Linked DNA regions of Sus scrofa: region 1 is linked to region 2. The links are chromatin contacts, called in public Hi-C maps. All regions are on one chromosome and are shown on one strand. The core of a region is the stretch at or near the end of the contact, and the rest is flanking DNA. Distances in the headings are between cores, read along the strand shown. Region 1 holds the start of C1QA (complement C1q A chain). Region 2 overlaps LOC102165262 (a long non-coding RNA gene).

Region 1 (7,169 bases), core at 2,290-4,789, 200 kb before region 2:
TGCTCTGCAGTTTTCATGCAGAAAGTCATTTAATCCTCCAAACAATCCTTCGAGGTGGGTGCCATCAGCATTTCCTCTTTATAGATAAGGAAACCGCATCCACTGAAGTCAGGTAAAAGGCATTTCACTGGACAACTAGTAAACAGTGGCCCAGGATCTGAGCCTGGGCTGAAGAGGCTCCTGCCACCCGCTAAATTCTAATTGTAAAATACCAAACACAAGCCTGACTTGTAAGCACGCAATAACTATTGTCATTCTTTGGAATTTTTTTTTTAAGGACCACATCCACAGCATATGGAAGTTCCCAGACTAGGGGTCGAGTCAGAGTGGTAACTGCCGGCCACAGCCACAGCCACAGCCACAGCCACAGCCACAGCAACACAGGATCCAAGCCCATTCAATCTACATCACGGCTCATGGCAAGGCCGGATCCTTGACCCACTGAGCGAGGCCAGGGATCGAACCTGCATCCTCATGGTTCCTAGTAGGGTTCGTTACCGCTGAGCCACAACGGGAACTCCCTGTTGTCATTCTTAAGCCTCCCTCCCGAAGCCCAGAGAAGCAATGGAAACTCAAGCTCATCAGACGTGATGGACTCATGGTATTTTATTCCAGAAAAAGATTTGAGAAATGATCTCCCTTTAGGCAGCTAAAGCAACAGCACCCCCACTTTACAGAGTGGAGCATAGCCACCACAGAGGTGGCCTGAGTAGGCCAGGGTCACACAGCGGGAAGCAGAGGCCGTGGTGGGGAGGCGGGTAGGGGGGGTCTTTTTCTGGCTCAGGTGGAGGGGAAGATGAGGAAGCCGCTGAAGACGCTGTCCGCTTCTGAACCCTGGTAAATGCGGCCCTTATTGGGGTCTCTTTGGATCCAGACCTTGTCTCCCCGCTGGAGCTGGAGCACCGTGCCCCCAGACACCACCTGGAAGAGTCCCTTGCTGTTGAAGTCACAGAAGCCCAAGGACTGCTGGACCTGGTCTCTCCTAGAGGACATGATGTACAGGCAGAGGTCCCACTTGGACACCACCTGGAAGGTGAAGTAGTAGTAGCCTGGCACATCGCAGATGAACTGGCCCAGCTGGCTCTTGTACGCGCCCTCCTGGTTGGTGATGACCTCATCGAAGATGACCACGTTGCCGCTCGTCGGAGGATTCTGTCGCACGGCCGAGAAGGCCGGCCGGCGCTGGTCCTTGATGTTTCCCGGGTTGCCCTTGATGCCCTTCAACCCTGGGAGGCCCGGGAGCCCTGGAGGGCCGCTGGGCCCCGGGTAGCCCATTCTGCCAGGTTTTCCAGGGGACCCAGACTCCCCCTGGTCTCCTTTAAGGCCGCGGATGCCAGTCTGAAAGGCAGGGGCTCCTGCGGAGAGAAAGGCCAGATTGGGAGTGAGCGTCTAGTCTCCTCCCATCCTCTAGGAGGTGGCTGGGACCCCGAATGGCTGTGAGATAGAGGATAGAGGTGAGTCTGTGCCTTCAAGACATGGATCCTGACGCTGTGTGACCTTGGGCCCGTGTCTCAATATCTCTGAGCCTCAGCGGCTTTATCTGTAAAATGGAGAGGAATGTGAACAAGGCCTTGGGAAAGTGTCAGGTTGTGGGAAAAGCAGGACATTGGCTTCTCCACTGTACGCCTGTCCACAGCCATGTTCTCCACGCCCTACCAGGGCTCTGCCCTTGACTTCTTCAGGTTCGGGGACTACATGTAGGATGCCTGGGTGCAGACTGTTGTAAAGGTCTCTGCAGGTCTTTCTGGGCTGCTATGCACTGGGAGATGTGTGGGGATTGCTGGAGACTTTCCTTTTGTCCCAGCCCTTTTTCTAGAGTGTGAGTTTTTGATGCCTGAAGGAGCTGGGAAAGGGGAAGCAGGAACAGTGTGTGTGTGTGTGTGTGTGTGTGTGTGCGCGCGCGCGCGCGTGCGCGCGTGTTGGGGGCAGGGGGTGGGAGCTGGAAGCAGAAAGGAGAGCTGCCGTTAACTGATCCCTCTCTATGTGCCAGGTGAGATTATTTGTCCATTTTACAGATGAGGAAACTGAGTCTCAGGGTGGTAACTCACTCAAGGTTGCACTGCAAGGCAAGAACTCTTGAGTCTGAAGCCTGGGGCGTTCATCTTTCTGGTAACTGAGCAAAGGCCAAGGATGGGGCCGAGCTCTGGGACCCTTCCTGTTCATTGCTTGCAGGGACCCACTCTCCAGAGGAGAACGGTGAGGCTGAAGGAGGAGGACGACCCAGGGAGTAAAGGGGACACAGAGGGGCCTGGGAGCCTGTGGACATGGCCCTGGGAGAGGACTAGAACCCCCTCAGCCCCTGGGGCCAAGAGCAGAGACTGGAGGGGCTACCTGTGGGGGCCCAGGTGGACTCCTGTCACTCAGGGCCTCCCTGAGCCTCCACTCTGGAGGACAGGCCAGGCCAGGCACAGGGATGAAGAGCTGGGGTCCAGGGGGACCGCTTACCCGGCTCTCCTCGTTCTCCCTTGGGGCCTGGCCGCCCGGGTCGGCCGGGTTTTCCTGCGGCCCCGTCCCTCCCGTCCAGATCTCGGCACGTGTCCTGGGCCGCCGAAGAGGCCAGGGATACGGCCAGCACACTGATCATGATCACCAGCCAGCCCCGGGGGGCTTCCATGATGCCGCTGTGGAGACATGGGCAGGGCCTGGGCAAGCTGGACATCGCACACTCATGCACGCCCACCTCACACCCTTGAATGTCCCCCGCCACAATGATACGGCACACACACCCCCCTCGAGGGCCTCCGATGTCCTCCCGCCTTGCAGCCCAGGACCGCAGACTCACACAGATACACACAAGCAACTGAGCGTACCCGTCTAGTTACACACTCAGACGCATGAACACAGCTTCTCACCTACACACCTACACAGCCCAGTAAGCACACACAGAAAGCCACGACACAGCCTGGACACAAACTGACTCACTCCATCCGTCACTCACCTGGACACACACAGCCATGTACTCCTACAGATGAGCTATGCCACTGGACAAATATTTATTGAGCACCTGCTCCCTGTTTAATTAACACCCTCTCACCCAGATGGCAGAGCTGGGCATGCACCCGGAATTCACAAACACCTGACACACACACACACACACACACACACACACACAGCTGCTCCCTCCTTTACACACTTGGCCCCTTTCAGCACCCACTGGAGGAGAGGTGGCTGACTGTCACATACTGTCCCCCCCGTGGGACCCCTCTGCTGGACTCGGACGCACCCCCTTTTCCCAGCTTCTTGTCTTTTGGGAGACCAGGACCCAGGAACTCCGGCCAGAGCTGATGGGTCTGGCACCACGTCCCAGACTCCCCCAAGCCCCTGGAGTTAAGATCCCCCCACTTGCTTGTCCTGGGTTCTGGATCAGCGCCCCCACCCCCACCCCGAGCAACCCTGTCCTGGCAAAGACCCAGTGAGCAGCGCTCTCCCTCCCTCCTTCCCTGGTCCAGCCTCCTGTGCCAGCTCCCCTGCTTCCCTGAACTCCCCAGCCCCCTCCCTCTCAGGCACGGGCCTCACCTGCCTCTCGTCGTCAGTGCACTGGACACTCCTGCCCTTCACGCAGGGACCTGTGTGGGACACCCAGTAGGGGCGGTGCTGGCCTCTGGCCGAGTTTCGCATCCCTTCCCATTTCCCCTTCTCCCTCCCTGGAACTGCCCCAGGGGCCAGAGGCATGCAAAGGTCATTTTGAGCAGACCTCAGCAAGACTGGGCCATGGGACATCCGACCCCGCCACAGCTGGTGTGGGGGCAGGGACAGCAAGATCAAAATCCAGGTCCACAGGGAGGGGGTGGTGGAGGGGGTACTGGGTGGGGCTGTGAGACCCAGAGAGGCATAGAAATCGAGGCAGAAGTATTGTTTTTTGTTTGTTTTGTTTTTGTTTTTTAAAGTATAGTTGATTTACAATGTTGTGCTAATTTCTGCTCCAGAGGAACCTTTAGTAGCTGGTGAGCCTTTTTTCATGGTTGTGAAAGCAGCATGTATTCATTGCCAAAAGCTTGGAAATACAGAAGAGCACAAAGAAAGAAGAACAGCACAGTAACGAGAAGTTCCATAGTCAGCTTTCTAGAACTGCCACTTCCTAACTGCATGCCCTTGGAAAGATAGTTGACCTCCTGGGGCCTCAGTTTTTTATTTATAAATTGGGGACAGCAGATTCTACCTCTTTGGATTATTATAAAGTCTTGATAATATAATACACATACAAAACATGGGACACAGCTATAAGAGAAAAAAATAAAAATCTAACGAAAACAAAACAAAACATGGGACACACGGTGAACACTTAATAATTAGCTTTTATCAACATTTTTAAATCAGTGACAAGGAATTCCCACTATGGCTCAGTGGGTTATGAACCTGACTAGTATCCATGAGGCCGTGGGTTCTATCCCTGGCCTCGATCAGCGGGTTAAGGATCCGGCATTGCCATATGTTGTGGTGTAGGTCGAAGATGAGGCTGGGATCTGGTGTTGCTGTGGCTGTGGTGTAGGCTGGCAGCTACAGCTCTGATTCAGTCCCTAGCCTGGGAATTTCCATATGCAGCAAGAGTGGCCCTAAAAAGAAAAAAAAAATCAGTGACAAAAGTCCATCTAGAGAATTGCTGTTAACATTTGGATGGATCATCTAGCCTTGCTCACTCTCACTGATGGGGTGCTCACTACCTGTCAACACAGCTCAAGCAGTCATTGCCAGCTTGGACCCTGAAAATGCTTTTCTTTAATTTCTTTTTAATTTTAATTTTTTTCTTTTTTGGCTGTCTTGCAGCATATGGAGTTCCTGGGATGAGATCCACTGTGCTGACCCACACCACAGCTGTGGCAATGCTGGATCCTTAACCCACTGTGCCGGGCTGAGGATAGAACTTTCGTCCCAGCAGTCCAGAGATGTTGCTGATCCCATTGCGCCACATCAGGTACTCAGAGAATGCTTTTCTTTAGATTGAGTGATTCTGTCGCCCCCAGGCTAGAGACCAAGGTGTTCAGGTCTGGATGGACCATGTCTTTCTGCTTCTTCTCATGACCACGGGTTTTTTTTTTTTTTTTTTTTTTTTTTTTTGTCTTTCGTATTTTTCTAGGGTTCCCAGGGGTTGAATCGGAGTTGTAGCCGCCGGCCTATGCCACAGCCACAGCAACATGGGATCCAAGCCACATCTGCAACCTACAGCACAGCTCACGGCAACGCCCGATCCTTAACCCACTGAGCCAGACCGGGGATCGAACCTGCAACCTCATGGTTCCTAGTAGGATTCATTTCTGCTGTGCCACGATGGGAACTCCCACCATGGTTTTTTAAAATTTTTTCCTGAGAATTTTGCCAGAGGGAGGAGGAGAAGAAGAGGAGAAGAGGGAGGGCTGTTGTACCTGGGCAGGTCATGAGAGTCTAGGGCCAGAGTTTTCAAGGCTTTGGGACTCCTTTTTCATTTGCCGTCTTGTATGACATCACACATATATACAAAAACTCCAGACAATGATACTTAAGGGTGGTCCCCAGGATTCAGGGGCTTGGGGGGGCTGAAATCTCCCTATGACCTTGGGCAAGCCACATCACTTTGCTGGGCCTCAGTTTCTTTATCTGTTAAATGGGGATGATACAGCCTGCTCAGTGGGCTGCTGAGGGATTATAGGAATATATGAGGAAGTTTATACTGTCAAACACAACAGCAAAATAAGTCATCATTATGAATAATATCTGTGTGACCTTGGGCAAGTTACCTAACCCCTCTGAGCCTCAGTTTCTCCTTCTGTCAAGATGAAGGCATGGTGGGAAGCAGGAAGGCTGGTCTGTAACATCCCTTCCAGCAACATCTTTGATTGCATTGTGTTAGTCTTGCTTCCCCGCAAGAGGAGTTAGAAATATTATGTCAGAGCCAGAATGGTCAGCCTGGTTGCTCCTGTTTTACATATGAAATAACTTAAGACCAGAGATAGAAAGACTTGCCCAAGGTCACACAGAGAGTGGCAGAGTTAGCACGAGGAAAAACCAAATACTGTGAAAATCTTCTCAAAGTATAGCTTTCAAAACATGAAATACACAATTCTATGTAGAAATACATAGTGAGCACATGTTAATTTTATGTAGCTTACAAATGAAGGAACAAAACTAGTTAGATGAAGGGTATGAGGACAAAAACCTTATATCTAACTATAGGTGGAAAGATTCAGGAAAAACAAAAACAATAACCCAACCCCCCCCCCAAGAATTCTGGACTATTCCTAAGTATGCTAAGTTAGATGCAAAACTGATTAAGGTTCTATGCAGCAATAAAATCATAATGCTGGGGTTATCTTTTCTATTGAGAAGTGACCATTTGCATTTCAACCAGACAAAAACAATTGGCAACTTATCAGTTTTCTACCAGCTAACAGCTATCTTTACAGAGCCTGGGCCCTAATCAATAGTAAATAATAAGTCAAGCAAAGTGACATTCCCCTGGAGTGTCAGATGACCCTTAGGAGGGCTTGTTAGCCACCACTCTAATTTGCCTTTGAAAGAACACCAGTTATCTATTTGCCTTGTTTCCAAGTGTTAGATGATTTCACTTATCAGGCTGTTGCAAGAGTATAAACACTTCTCAAGAAATAAAAAGGCATTGACAGCGATGAGCATGTCATTAGTGTGAAAAGTAATGGGTCGGCAATAACCCCGTGAAGATCACAGGGACACCTTCAGTCAGAGGGGATGACATTTTCTTCCTTTTCTCGGGGAGCTCAGGGTCCTGGAGGGGAGGCAGAGATGTAGGGATGAGAGGAAACCCTTGTCCTCCTTGCAAGGTCTCCATCCATGAGTCCATTCTCAGCATATAGTCAGGGGTCTAAGGAATAACCAAAAAAAAAAAAAAAAAATTCTAAATTACTCATATTCTTTATGGTGGAGTCACATCTCATTCAAGGGTGGGTTTCCAAAGTCAGCCTATCAGGCAATAATTGTAAGTGGTTACTATTACTCCTGGAAGAAGTTCTTAGGAAAGCCCCAAGTTGGAGACCATATTACCATTTCGGGAGAGTTATATGTTGTCACTTTTAGCTTTGACGTTGGAACAGGTCTCTGGTTCTTCATAGAAAGTGTAGAAGTGGCCTGCTTTGGCTATTTTTTAAGTCTTATTTCTATGGGACCTCCATGCACGTGAATGAACTTTTGTTTCTTTTTCTCCCATCCTGTATCAGTCTTAT
Region 2 (7,677 bases), core at 2,407-4,906:
CTCTTCTCTGAGACTCAGCCAGGCTCCCCTGGCCAGAGTGGCCTGCTAACCCACGAGGGGACAGTGTCCAGGCTGCCTACTCTCCTGTCCCCTGAGGCGCCTCTGCAGTGGCTCATGTGGGAAAGACGTGAGATGCAGGTGCTGTGGATTCTTTTGCCACTTTGGGGTTTGGTGAGAAGACATGAATGCAAGAAGGGAGGAGGAGAGGTGTGCCAGGGAGCACCTGTAGCCCCTCAGCAGTAAGCCAGTGAATTAGAGGTGCCAAACAGTAATAAAACTTGTAGGAGTCCCCGCTGTAGTGCAGTTAAGCATCTGACTGCAGCAGCTTGGGTGGCTGCAGAGGGACTGAGATGCGGTGTACGTCACAGCTGCAGCTTGGATTCGATCCTTGGCCTGGGAACATCCATATGCCACTGGTGCAGCCGAGAAAAAAAAAAAGTTGTAGTAGGGGTTGTGTGTTTTGGGGCTGGTTCCAGGTATCATGCAACAGGCCTTTTCTATCTGACACCTTATTTGGTCCTCACTCAACCGTGTGACACGTGCTATTATTTTTCTCACTTCATGGAGAAGGAGACAGGGGCACAGAGAAGTTAAATAATCTGCTCAAGGTCACACAGTCATCAAGAGTTTGAGCGCCCAACGTGGATGGACTTCAAGATTATCAAACTAGTGAAGTAAGTCAGACAGAGAAGGACAAATATCATATGATATCACTTATATGTGGAATCTAAAATGTGATACAGGGAGTTCCTGTTGTGGCTCAGTGGTTAACGAATCTGACTAGGAACCATGAGGTTGCGGGTTCGATTCCTGGCCTTGCTCAGTGGGTTAAGATCCGGCGTGGCCATGAGCTGTGGTGTAGGTTGCAGATGCGGCTCAGATCCTGCGTTGCTATGGCTGTGGCGTAGGCCATTAGCTACAGCTCCATTCATCCCCTAGCCTGGGAATCTCCATATGCTGTGGGAGCGCCCCAAGAAATGGCAAAAAGAAAAAAATAAAAATAAATAAATAAATAAATAAATAAATAAAATGTGATACAAATGAACTAACTTCCCAAATGGAAACAGATCCACAGACATAGAAAACAAACCTATGTTTACGAAAGGGGAAGGGGTGGTGGTGGAGGGATAAATGAGGAGTTTGGGACCAGCAGATACAGACTGCTATGTAAAAAAAAGTTCCTACCGTATGGCACAGGAACTATACTGAATATCTTTGAATAACCTATAATGGAAAAGAATATGACAAAAGAATATATAGGTATAACGGAATCACTTTGCCCCACTCCAGAAACTAACATTACACTGTAAATCAACAATACTTCGATTTAAAAAATACTGAAAAAAGAGTCTGAGTGGAGCTCCTGCTGTGACACAGTGGTATCGGTGGCATCTTGGGAGCACTGGGACGCAGGTTTGGATCCCCCGACTTGCACAGTGGGTTAAGGATCCGGCATTGCCGCAGTTGTGGCTTAGGTCACAACTGCGGCTTCGATCTGAGTCTGAGTATCCATCCCTCGCACTCTGCCTCTTCAACCTATCCCACTCTGGCTGGTGTGTCTGGCAGCCAAGGAGGCAGAGGGAGATAGGAAAGAGGGTGTGGAGGCAGGTGCATGGTTGGTGAATCCAGTCTCCCTGAACTTCCTTCAGGGGCTGAAGGAGACAGGCGATCGGCCCTCTGGTCTCCACTCTGCCCCACTTGCATGTGACCTTGAATGTGACGGTTCAATAATTTCCTCTGTGCAAAGAAAGAGTTCGTTTGAGTGGTGTCGCTTGTCTTCTCAGATTAAAAGTGTACAATTCTTAGAGCTTTGGGACAGAGGGACTATTGGGGTGCCAAGGAGCCAGCGACCGTGGCTCTCAGCGGGACAGGTGAGGGCAGGAGCAGACTGTACACCTGATCTGGGCTGCAGCCCTTGTGAAATGCAGCTTCCCTCACTGCTTCACGGGGCCACTGGAGGGCGCTGTGTCCTCACAGTTCTCCATGACCTGCCCCCCAATAGGGGCAGGACTGTCTGCTTGAGGCCAGAGAGAGCTTGGAAAGCCTGGGGCTAGTATCTGGGAGGCCTGTGAACACTGCTGGGCCCTCTCAGGTCACAGGGGGCCACAGGACCTGACCCTGTGGGAGGATATGCAAGAGCACTGACCAGGAGGCAAGGCCCTGGGTGTCAGCTGGCCGCTGACTTGCTGGAGCTCCGGACACATTGCTTCTCCTCTTTGAGCCTCAGCGTCAGCAGCTGTAAGATGGGGACGGTGATGTCTGGCTTGTGGGCCTGTTTTAAGTAAGGCTGTAATGACAGAGCACATGTAAGCGCTTCCTAAAACACGGACGTTCTCCGCACCAGAGTGAGTATCTATTGTTCCCACCCTCAAAAAGTCATTCAACAACCCTTCTCGAGGGAGGAGAATAATGTCGGATGAGAGCCTGTGTGAACTTAGGACTGGCTCGGGCACCTCTGCTGGGCTGCCTCCCTTAAATTCTCACAACAGCCCCACGAGGTGCAAGTTATCATCTGCTCCGTTTCACAGTTGGCAAAGCCAGGCCCAGAGGGGTGTGGTGGACTGCATGGGGTCACCCAGCTCCTGGGTGGCCTTAGGGGCACCCAAATCTGGGTCTGTCTGGCTCCACAGACTGGCTTCAACCATTGCTGGGTCCCACACTGCCCTGGGCCAAGCAGTCCGGGGATCTCTTACATCTTTGCAGAGTGTCTCAGGCTGAGGTTTCAGGTGATGGCTCCTTATTTAGTCCTTTGGAGATGCAGGCCCTGCTCCTAATGGCTTTTTTCCATGCAGCATCATGTCCTCGATATGTAAGCACCTTTTAGTGGGGCCAGGGACTCCGTGAACTGATTTTGCAATTTTCTCTTCCCTTGGATTTGCATGTGACTCTTCCCTCCCCGGGGATGCAGAGCCAGCCCTGGGGGGCAGGTGCCTTCACCTGCAACATGACCAAGCTCTCAGCATGAGTAAAGCAGTGATGGATGGAAGAAGCTGTACTTAGGGGTCTATCCCCAGGCTCCCTGAAATGTTTGGGGTGCAGGTATTTGCTGTCATGGAGGGACATGCCTCCAGGAGATGGTCTAATAGCAGGGCTTGTAGTCTTTCTCAGTTTTGATTTTCTATCTTGATGAAAGAAAGATTGTGCTGTTTGCATTGTTGTAGATAAATAGAGCGTGGCTTCATGTTCACCATTTGGTTCTCTTTGTTCCTATCCTTCCATCGGCCTGAGAAGGGTGGAGGGAATTACCAGGTGAACTCTGGAATCTTCCACCCTGGGGGGTTCTTAGGGTCCCAGAGTCACAGAATTGTGGTGCTGGGAGGGGCCTGACAGACCAGGAAAGCCAGACTTCTCAGGGCAGAGATGAGGCACCGAGACCCAGGGAGAGAACTAGACTTGCCAAGGAAGCCCAAGGTCAGTGAGAGGTCGGGACCAGAATCCACCTGTTCCCCTGGTCTCACGCCATCACATTTCCCAACATCAGTTTTTGCCTGGAGTGTGGTTAGTTTAGAAAATCCAGACAAGGAAAGAAGGGATGGGACCGTGCAGGGGGACGGGGAGGCGCTGACCTTGCTTTTTGAAACGGGCTCTCGTGGGGAGTTGATCATCTTCATCTGACGTCAGGCAAATAATGGCCATGCAAAGCAAATATTATGACAGTAAGTGTGTAAACACAGAGCTGGCAACAGTTTCAGTGTCAGAAACGGGCCAGGACTCCAGGCTGTACCAGACCAACCCCCTGACGCTGCCTCTTGCCAAATGCTGGGGAAGTGAGATCTGTCAGCACAGATAGGGGATGGGTCCCCCCAAGAAGCTGTAGTGGGGCTGAGGGGGCAGCTAGGAAGGTTCTGGGAGAACTAGAAGCCACTTGCCCGGGAACTAGAGGAGAACGTCCAGAGGCACTGGAAGGAAATAAAACTGTCAATTACTGAGAATCCGGACCCAACGGAGCACTTTATAAAGATTCACATTTAATCTTTTCAGTAGCCTTAAGGGACAGGCATTGTTGTCCCCACTTTGTAAATGAGGCTTCTGAGACTTAGGTTAAGTAACTTGCGTACAGTCACACAGATAAGAGGTGGAGGAGTAGGGATTTGGTCCTAGCTCTGTCTACCCCAGGATGTTTCAACATCCGGACTAGGAACCTCCCTTTATCAGAATCACCAGGAACACTTGTCGAAAAGGAGATAACCAGAATGTAAATTGGGAGTTTCCTTAGAAAACTAGATGTAGAACTACCAAACTAGATGTAGATCCAGCAATCTCCAGGCATCTATCTGGACAAAATATAATTCAGAAAAATGCATGCACTCCTTTGGTCGTAGACGCAATGTTCACAGAAGCCAAAATATGGAAGCAACCTAAATGTCCATTGACAGATGAATGGATTAAGAAAATATGATACATTTATACAATGGAATACTACTCAGCCTTAAAAAAGAATGAAATAATGCCATTTGCAGCAACATGGATGCAACTAGAGAGTCTCATACTGGGTGAAGTAAGTCAGAAAGAGAAAGGCAAATACACTGTGATATCACTTATAGATGGGATCTAAAATATGGCATAAATGAATCTACCTGCAAAACAGAAACAGACTTACAGACATAGAGAACAGACTTGTGGTTGCCGAGGGGGAGAGGAGGGAGTGGGATGGACTGGGAGTTTGGGGTGCAAACTGATGCAAATCATTGCATTTAGAATGGACAAAAAATGAGGTCCTACTTGTGTAGCACAGGGAACTATATGCAGTCTTGGGATAGACCATGATGGAAGAAAATATAAAAAAGGGAATGTATATATATGTATGTATGACTAGGTCATTTTGCTGTACAGCAGAAATTGGCACAACACTGTAAATCAACTATACTTTAATTAAAAAAAATAAAAATGGGAAAAAAAGGAGATACTCTCTGAGTTCTTATTGTGGCTCAGAGGTAGCAAATCTGACTAGTATCCATGAAGATGCAGGTTCGATCCCTGGCCTTGCTCAGTGGGTTAAGGATCTGGCATTGCTGTGAGCTGTGGTGTAGGTCACAGACGCGGCTCTGATCTGTTGTTCCTGTGGCTGTGCCGAAGGTCAGCAGCTGCAGCTCTGATTTGAACCCTAGCCCGGGAACTTCCATATGCCATGGGTACAGCCCTAAAAATTAAAAAAAAAAAAAAAAAAAGAGAGAGAGAGAGAGATACTCTGGCCTCACCCCAGACCCACTAAATTGAAAACTTGGGGTGGGCCTGGGAGTGGTACTTTTAACAAGTTCCCAAGGAAGCGTGGTCAGTCTAGGCTGCTAAGACCTGGGAATAATTGGTCAATAGCAGGGGCTGGCCATCTTTTCTGTAAATGGATAGATGATAAATTTTTCACTTTACAAGTCTTACAAGTAATCCTTACAACTACTTAACTCCTCTACAGTGGTGCTAAAGAAGCCACAGACAATACACATGTTGGATGTGTGTGGCTGTGTTCCAATAAAACTTTATTTACAAAAGCAGTTGGTGGGCCAGATTTGGCCCTTAGTACTTCGCTGCCCCTTGCTTAGTCTACAGCATGCAAGATACCCTCACGGCCTATCTCGTCTCTCCAACAGCCCTCTGAAGAGGGTATGATTAGCTCCATTCTGCAGATGGGAAGACTAAGGCCCAGGAGGGTAGACATCCATGGTCATACAGGGAGCGTGTGGCAGGGCTGAGGTCAGAACCAGACCTCCAGATTCCCAGTCCACTGAAAAGTGTGACCCTTGATAGGAAGGCCTGGGCCCCGGGGAGGGTTGTTATTTAATGAAAGCGGCCACCATTCATTAAGCACTTACCATGTGCCAGGCAGGAGCATTAGCTCACTTAAGCTGCTACCCAGATGTTGAGTGTCATTGTCCCTGTCACACAGGGCCATCACAACCTCCCTGGGAGGTAGGAAGACATCTGCAATGTGTCAAAACCAGCTTATCTCCAGGGTCCCATACACCTGATGCACTGCAGCTGGACAGCGGGAAGGTGGAAGCTGCTGGCGAGACATAGCTGCCTTTTCATTCTTGAGTCTGTGCACGCAGACACCCACATGCACACACGTACACACACGCAAACACACTCCACTTTCAAACAAGCATCAAACAGACACGTTGACAATTCAGTGACCTTCTTGTCCCAGGTGGGAGAACACACACTCCAAGGCCTGGAAAGACTCGTCTGGTTTAGGTGAGATGTCCCCACTGAAATTGGGAATCAGGAAACTGCCAGGCATGGGGGAAGGAATACTGGACTACTAGATGGCCTGGCTTCCACACCACTCTATGCCCGTGGTCTGCCGGGTGACCTTAGGTGTCATTTTACTCATTTATAAATGAGTGTCCCTCTCCTAATTCATACAATGGGTGGGAAATGGAGTTGCCCAATTGTTTTAGTCATTCATTCATCCATTTGTTCACCTCATATTAAGCACCTACTATGTGGCAAGCACAACTAAGGTCATTTTGATTCTAAATTCCAAAGATTTGAGATTCATCCTTCCTGAATAGGAGTTAGTGCTTAACTGGTAGGTCCTTTGGTTCAAGGATGCCTTGGGCTAGGATTTCTCTCTAAGTGAAAAGTTTCTCTCCTTTGCATAAAGTAGGACTTGGCAAGATGTAGAGTTAGCTCCAGCCATTTATGTTTTATTTTTCTTCTTTCTAGGGCTGCACCCACGGCATATGGAAATTCCTAGGCTAGAGGTCAAATCGGAGCTGCAGCTGGTGGTCTATGCCGCAGCCACAGCAATGTGGGATCCGAGCTGTGTTGATGACCCATACCACAGCTCACAGCAATGCCAGATCCTTACTTAACCCACTGAGTGAGGCCAGGGATCGAACCTGCCTCCTCATGGATACTAGTCAGGTTCGTTACTGCTGAGCCACAATGGGAAATCCCTCCACCCATTTATTAATCTCATCTTCTGTCCATCTTTCTGTCTATTCACCTCCCTTTTCATGTCTCCATTTGATCGTCCATATATCTATCCATCTGTTTATCCAGCCAAGTATTTGTTGAGCACTGACCATGTGCCTGGTCTCGCGCTGTGTCTACTATCTCCCCTTCCCCTGGGAAGTCCCTGTGAGGGCCCACAACAACGTGGGATTTGAGGTGATGGAAGGCTCAGACCCTAGGGAGCAATAATTCTTCATGCTCAGAATCCAGGGGGTTTCTGGAATGTCTTCAGGAGCTTTAAGAGTGTCTAGGGCCAGAGTCTGATCTGCTCAGGTTGCACACACCTCCCCATCCAGACCTAATCCCTCCTTCTGGTTCTTCCCTGGCCTCCCCTCAGTCTGAGAACACCAGAAGCCCCAGCCCTGGGCCTGTGTGAGCTAATAATAATCTTACATGAGTAGGTTAACAAAATGTGATATATCCACCCAGTGGACTATTATTCAGCCACGAAAAGAAATGAAGTATTGACACGTCCTACAACATAAATGAACCTTGAAAACATTATGCTGGGTGAAGGAAGCCAGACATAAAAGACCACATATTGCATGATCCCATTTGTATGTAATGTCTGGGACAGGCCAATCCATAGAGACAGCAAGTAAATTCGTGGTTTTCAGGGGATGGGGGGAAGGAGGAATGAAGAGTGATTGCAAAGGAGGACAGGATTTCTTTCGGGGGGTGATGAAATGTTCTGGAATTAGTGGTGATGGTTGCACAACCTTG

Evidence for each region. A called contact is a pair of places that touch in the nucleus more often than the background predicts.
Region 1: a contact with region 2 is called in a Hi-C map of liver, with 3 times the contacts expected there. The contact joins the promoter of C1QA here to the enhancer-like site in region 2. A contact is called at or near these places in 5 of 5 promoter capture datasets (fetal liver, fetal skeletal muscle, liver and 1 more), 26 of 47 Hi-C or Micro-C datasets (adipose tissue, alveolar macrophages, brain and 14 more) and 2 of 2 datasets of contacts at active chromatin or transcription factors (alveolar macrophages and skeletal muscle).

What each region holds. Positions count from the first base shown.
Region 1 is chr6:80,582,629-80,589,797 of Sscrofa11.1, reverse strand. C1QA (complement C1q A chain) reads right to left here and starts at 3,539. Exons shown (of 3, transcript NM_001003924.1): 1 at 3,517-3,539; 2 at 2,446-2,621; 3 at 709-1,355. The coding sequence starts at 2,614. The coding sequence ends at 781. It overlaps LOC110261111 (a long non-coding RNA gene), which reads right to left. Exons shown (of 3, transcript XR_002344936.1): 3 at 5,058-6,811.
Region 2 is chr6:80,381,845-80,389,521 of Sscrofa11.1, reverse strand. The region is part of intron 2 of LOC102165262 (a long non-coding RNA gene); the gene reads left to right. Among named protein-coding and RNA genes, the nearest start is that of ZBTB40, 34 kb to the left of the region's middle. Within about 2 kb of position 3,656, at least 4 of the 83 cell types and tissues checked have an H3K27ac peak or open chromatin away from gene starts, as enhancers often do. A contact at or near this core is called in fetal liver, liver and omental adipose tissue, where this site is marked.